Regions from separate parts of the Mus musculus genome. Here region 2 is linked to region 1. Evidence: chromatin contacts called from public HiChIP or PLAC-seq data. All regions are on one chromosome and are shown on one strand. The core of a region is the stretch at or near the end of the contact, and the rest is flanking DNA. Distances in the headings are between cores, read along the strand shown.

Evidence for each region. HiChIP or PLAC-seq counts read pairs in DNA pulled down with a chosen protein or histone mark.
Region 2: an H3K27ac HiChIP or PLAC-seq map of embryonic stem cells shows a contact between it and region 1, with 3 times the contacts expected there. The contact joins two enhancer-like sites. A contact is called at or near these places in 1 of 484 Hi-C or Micro-C datasets (bone marrow-derived macrophages), 9 of 115 datasets of contacts at active chromatin or transcription factors (craniofacial prominence, embryonic basal ganglia, embryonic hindbrain and 5 more) and 1 of 9 other capture datasets (embryonic stem cells).

Annotation. Positions count from the first base shown.
Region 1 is chr16:29,770,541-29,773,359 of GRCm38.p6, reverse strand. No RefSeq gene overlaps it. Among named protein-coding and RNA genes, the nearest start is that of Gm46567, 42 kb to the left of the region's middle. Within about 2 kb of position 1,464, at least 58 of the 459 cell types and tissues checked have an H3K27ac peak or open chromatin away from gene starts, as enhancers often do. A contact at or near this core is called in embryonic stem cells, where this site is marked.
Region 2 is chr16:30,080,849-30,083,667 of GRCm38.p6, reverse strand. No RefSeq gene overlaps it. Among named protein-coding and RNA genes, the nearest start is that of Gm32998, 12 kb to the right of the region's middle. Within about 2 kb of position 1,432, at least 30 of the 459 cell types and tissues checked have an H3K27ac peak or open chromatin away from gene starts, as enhancers often do. A contact at or near this core is called in embryonic stem cells, where this site is marked.

The DNA.
Region 1 (2,819 bases), core at 215-2,714:
CCTGGTGCCCACCTTGAGTTCCTGGCCTGACTTCCCTTCTTAATAGACTAAAGCCAAAAGTTGAAATAAACCCGCCCCTGCCCCCACAAGTTGCTTTTGGTCACTGTTTTTATCACAGTGGAAGAAAACCAAAGTAGGACAGATGGCAGTCTGGGAAGCTTGGCTTGTAGACAGGGACAGCCTGTCACATACTCCTGTCTCCAGGGTTTGTGAGGCCTCCTTCAATTGCTCCTCCTCTGGGCAGATCACCTTAAAGAGACGAGTCCGGAACAGAGCCGTAGGCAGCTATCTGCATCATGGGAGCCACAGGTCTCCAGGAAAAGAATCCACATTCAGGAAGGCAGATGCCAACGTTTAGGCTTGAACATGTCCTTCATACACATGGGAATCCTAAATCGAAGAGTGAGGTCTCCAAACTGATTTAAACACTTTATCTGAGCCACGTGTGAAGACAGAGATGAGGTCAGGCTGTGACTCCTGTGCCGGACTCGATGAGAAAAGGGGAAGCTCGGTTTGTAAAGGGCAGCAGAGAGCCCATTGCAGATGCTGCAAGACGCCTTCGCTGGTGGGTTCCTCCCACTGAACTTCTGCTATCGGTAGCATGGCGCTGGGGACAGTGATAGCTGGGGCCTTTAAAGATCCTCTCAGAGGGCATAACCTTCCTTCTTCCTTCTGCTTCCTGTCACGGACATGGCCTCGGCATCCAACATCCCTAAGGCGTGTGCTTGGAAAAAAAAAACTGGTCCTTTCTGCTGAGACTGCAGCTGAGTGAGCTGGAAGCCAGGGTCTATTTGTCAAGGCAAAACCCTAGCAAGTAGATTCAGTGTGAGTCCTACCCTCTGGAGGGCATTGCAAATCTCCAAGTCTCAATCCCCGGGGCTGGGAACAGTTTGCAGAGGACAGACATGGCAACCACGGGGCGGTTGCTGAGGGAACCGGCAACCATGACTCCGGGAAGAAGACTAGGAGCTGAGGCCCTTTGACCTGGGGAAGAAAAGGCTTGGGGGTGGGGGGCCCGGAGAGCTGATGGTGCATACCTGAGGGACTGTCATGGCGAGGACCTGGGTTTGCTCCCTGTGACTCTGACTCTTAAATGTGGACTGTGTGGTGTGGGGAGGAGCCTGGAGGCCGGTGGCCTTTCAAAGTTCACACTTTTATTATTTTGTACAACTAGTAGAATAATATTTTTTAAAATGTTAAAAAATATATAGATAAAATCTGAATTTAAAAAAATGTTTAGTGTTTCCTCTTGTCAGAGAAGTCCAAAAGGTAGGTCAGGAGGAGCTCGAGGTGGTGAGTTCCTGTCACTGGAAGAAATTAAGATGGAGACAGGAAGCCACCAGACAAATTGGCTGTGGAGAGGAGCCAGCATGGGAGCTGGGGCTGAGCCTCCAGACTGCACTCGGCCCAGAGTCCTGGATTCTCTCCTCCTGCTGTTGTAATTTAATGAGCTGCTAACACCCACACCTGGCTTCCTATTCAAACAGGCCTAGCTGTGAATGGGGAGGGCCTGCACCACGGGCGACCAGGGTAACAACAGACTCCTCCCGGGGTCTCTGGTATGAGTGGGAAGCTGTGGAAACAGACCTTCTGCAGGCCTGAGGTGGAAGGGGCCTCCTCTGACCTCAGGGGCCACCAACCCCTCCGGAGCAGGAAGGGGAGTGTTTTAGTGTCTTCCCTGGGCCTGAGCTCCAGAGAGCTGGGCAGAGCCCTCAGCTCCCTTGGTCCCCATGCCATCCTCTGAGGGAACACTGAGGCCTTATCAGTATAGTGAGGGCGGCAAGCGCAGCTCTGTAGAGTTGCCCCCAGGAACTGGTTGGTTCCAGCAGAGAGGTTTATTCATCTCATCTGCACTTGCCTGTCTTCTCTCCTCTAAGTGTTGGCATTCCTTCTAGGCTGTGCCCCGCAGTTACCTGGCAACAGCCAGGTATGCCTGACTCACTATAAAAGGGGATACTTGCCCCCTCCTCACTTACTCTCTTCTCTTGCTCTCTTCCCCTCTTCCCCCTAATCCCTTCTCTCCCCCTTCATTCCCCTCCCCCCTCTCCACTTGCTCATGGCTGGCCTCTACTCCTCTACTCTCTCTCTCTCTCTCTCTCTCTCTCTCTCTCAACTCCCCTCCCCAATGCCCTAAATAAATTCTATTCTATACAATACTGTACTATACCTTACAGCTGGTCCCTCAGAGGGAAGGGATGCCTCAGCATGGGCCCGCAGAGGCACCCCCTTCCCCCACGCCATACTGCACCTCCACCAAACATATCTCCGGCTTTTCCTTTTTTATAGAACACAACAATATGCTCCTTTGGGAAATAGCAGCTTCAGAAGGAAGTGGCTTATGTTGTTGGCAGCCGCTCCAGCCACAGGTAGGAATTTCAATTCTGAGATGAAGAACTTAGCATTGGAGAACTGAGAGGGAGGCAGCGGCCGAAGACATCCATAAGAACATGCACGTAGGTTCATGGATGCCCCCGTGTTATGAGACTACAGGAGGTGGGGCTGCCTCAGTGCAGGGGATGGCCTTAGAGAAGAATCCCTGAAAATCCCATCAGAAGAATACTATTGGATCACACTTTGGTTTGTTGTTTGTTTGGTTTTAAACCAGGTCCTGACTGTGTTGCTGAGTGTGGGGCAGGGAGCATGGGGGAATAAAGGGGGAGTGGGAGAAAACCCATGTCCCGCCAGAGTTCCGGTGCTCTGGGCAGGTGGATGCCAAAAGACTGCCGCACGCTTTCCACGCAGCCCCGAGTGGGTATCTGGCTGTGGGAAGCCACTGACCCCAGCTCGGCGGGTAGTGGGGGCTCTGTGGAACGTGACTC
Region 2 (2,819 bases), core at 183-2,682, 310 kb before region 1:
GGAGGAGTGTTTTTCTTGGGCACTTTTTATTGGGTTTCAACTGAAAACACAGGATATTGGTATGGACTTTTAGGTTGAATTGCAGTCTACCCCCAGTACTTCCTTGAGGCTACATTTTACCCGACCTCTCTTAAGTCTCACTTGCTTACCCAACACAGAGTTACAGAGTTCTGGAGCTGGAAAGCGCCTTCGGGACCATCGAAAACAATCTAATCCTCCAATCTCACTGTTTGATGAAGAGGTGAAAAACTCAGTTTCAATCATGCGGGACTGATTGGTCGTAGCACTGGTCTCTAAAACCTGTCAATGGATAGTGTGAGCAGGCGCCCAGGTTTACCCGGGAGAGCCCTTGGTCCAGTATATTGCCTGGGTGTAGTTATTGATAATCACTCCTTTGCTTCTCCTAAGGAACAGGTTCGATGATGAGTAGTGTAGCCAGTGCTTGGTAATGCTTTCCGCTGTGTGGGCGCCAGTGTGGAGGAAGGGACAGAGGACATTCTCAGAGTTACACTCACAAGCTCATGAAAGCATCTGTAACTTCTCAAGCATGAGAAAGAAAATAGGTTGTCAGGTCTGAAGGGTCTAGAAATACGCTGCTCAGATGGTACATAAAACCCTCCCTCCAGTGCTGTTTGGCTGACCCAGCCTCCAAGGTGCTTCTCCTTTCTCGGCCTCCTCTCCCCAAACTCATCGGCCAATATCCTACTGCTGTGGTCCTGGAGGCCATTGGGGTCTTGGGTATATTTTCCTTCTGTGGAACGTTCCTTTACCTGCCCCTCCCCCACCAATGTTCCCAGATACTTCCTTTAGAAACATTTGTTCCCTGCCCCCCACCCCCGCTCTGGCCCCCACTCTTTTTGTTGTTGTTGTTGTTTTTCGAGACTGGGTTTCTCTGTATAGCTCTTGCTGTCCTGGAACTCACTTTGTAGACCAGGCTGGCCTCGAACTCAGAAATCTGCCTGCCTCTGCCTCCCAAGTGCTGGGATTAAAGGCATGCGCCACCATGTGGCCCCCACTCTTGATATCCACAGGCGCTCCCTTTGAGCTTGTTGGGGGAGTGTCTCCTGCCTGGACTGTGAGCAGTCTCAGGGGCAGGACAGTCAGTAAGCTCTAAGTACTGAGGTTGGTACAAGCAGAGGGCACAGGTAAATTCATTAAATTCATTCAAGAATGATTTACTGAGGATTACAGTTGGGTCCAAGCACACCACTGTGGGGTCCCAGCTCATGACCACGGAGCTGTTGCCCAGTTCTGCCAAGATAATGTATGGGCCTATGCGCTATATGCTGTTAGGTCTCAAGGCTAATGGCTGAGGTGCCTATTTAACACACCAAAGAGGACCTAGCTGCCGCCTAGTCAGTCCTAGCATTCCTCAGTCCTTACCTGGCAGACCCCACCCTGTCCCCTGAACTTCTCTAGCTCAGGGGCTGGGCTGCCCTTCCCTATATGATCTTGTCATTTCCGTTACCTAGCCCTTCCGTCTACCCTTTCCCCTCCTGGCCTCTCCTCCCTCCTCTCCTGACATGGCTCAGGGCTACACTCCCTCTGAACTCTCCCAGATGTCCCTGCCTGTGGCTATGCTCTCCCTTTTATGTGCAATAAGCTTTCTCCTCCACCATACCTAGAAGGAGTCATGCTTTTCTTCTTTTATCCCACTCCCACCCCCACCCCGTTCATACCCCCATGTTTGTTTCTTTCCTGGAATTTTGCACTCCTTTAGGAGAAAAAAAATAATCAGTCCATTAGTCTTTCCCACAAAGTTTATTTCTGAACTAACAGCATAAATCTCTGATCTATTTTAAAACAAGGAAAGGGAGGTTAAAATAACTTTTTCAAGGCCTCTGGAGTCAGTAGTTATTCCGATTGTTAAGCCCTGTGCCTTGGACCCTCACTAGCTCAACACTGGGGAAGGAGGTGCCCTGGGCACAGCCCAACCTTGTCCTTGCCTTCTTAAGTTCAGGGTCTTCCCCAGCAGTGTTTTTGAAAGGTAGGGCCGTGTTTGTGGCTGAACCAGCAAGGGCTTTTCCTGAAGGCTTCCCAAGGCCGGCATCAGAGCTGACCAGGAGCCATGCTCAGTCTCTTGTGAGGCAGTCTCTGGTTTTGGGTGAATGGTGTGTGAAGTTTCTGAATGGAGATGGAAGACACACACGCTGGGGACCTAGTGAGTCCAGGTCCAGAGGAGCTTGCCCGGTGTTATGGGAAGCAGGAGACAGAGGGAGCTAGGGAACAGGCGTACATGTCAGGGTGGGGTCGGGAGGAAGGAGAGCGGGGGAGGAGAGGAATCTGGGCTCCAGTTGTGGAGAGGGAGGAAAGATTAGAACTTGTATTATTCAGATTACTGCAAACCATTCTCACACTCTCCCCACCCACCGCACCACCCTCACCTCAATTCAGTCATCCTCTAAATGCCAGCCCCAAACCTTGCTTTGGCTTCCTTCATTCAGAGGTTGGGGCCACTTCTCCCTAATTACTCGAGGACTCTCCTCTGGTCTGAGAAGACTGTGGTAAGATGCACACAGAAGGGAAAGGTGATCTTGCCAAGGGAGCTGGTCTTCCCAGGCCAGGCGACTGTGTCCGTCATCTAGGGATCTTGTGCTGTCTCCTCCAATGAACTTCCTCCAGCTCTGAGCAACCGTCTGATTCCACCATAGCCCTTTTAACTAACTCACAGCAAACATGAAGCCATAGAGGGGATAAAGCGTGACTTGGAGGTACAGAGAAAGGCCAGCTGCCTTCAGGGAGCCTGTCTCCAGGAGCCCTGATCACTCTGCCAGGGCCTCATTCCAAACTGCCTTGGGCCTTCTCCTCCACCCTACAAA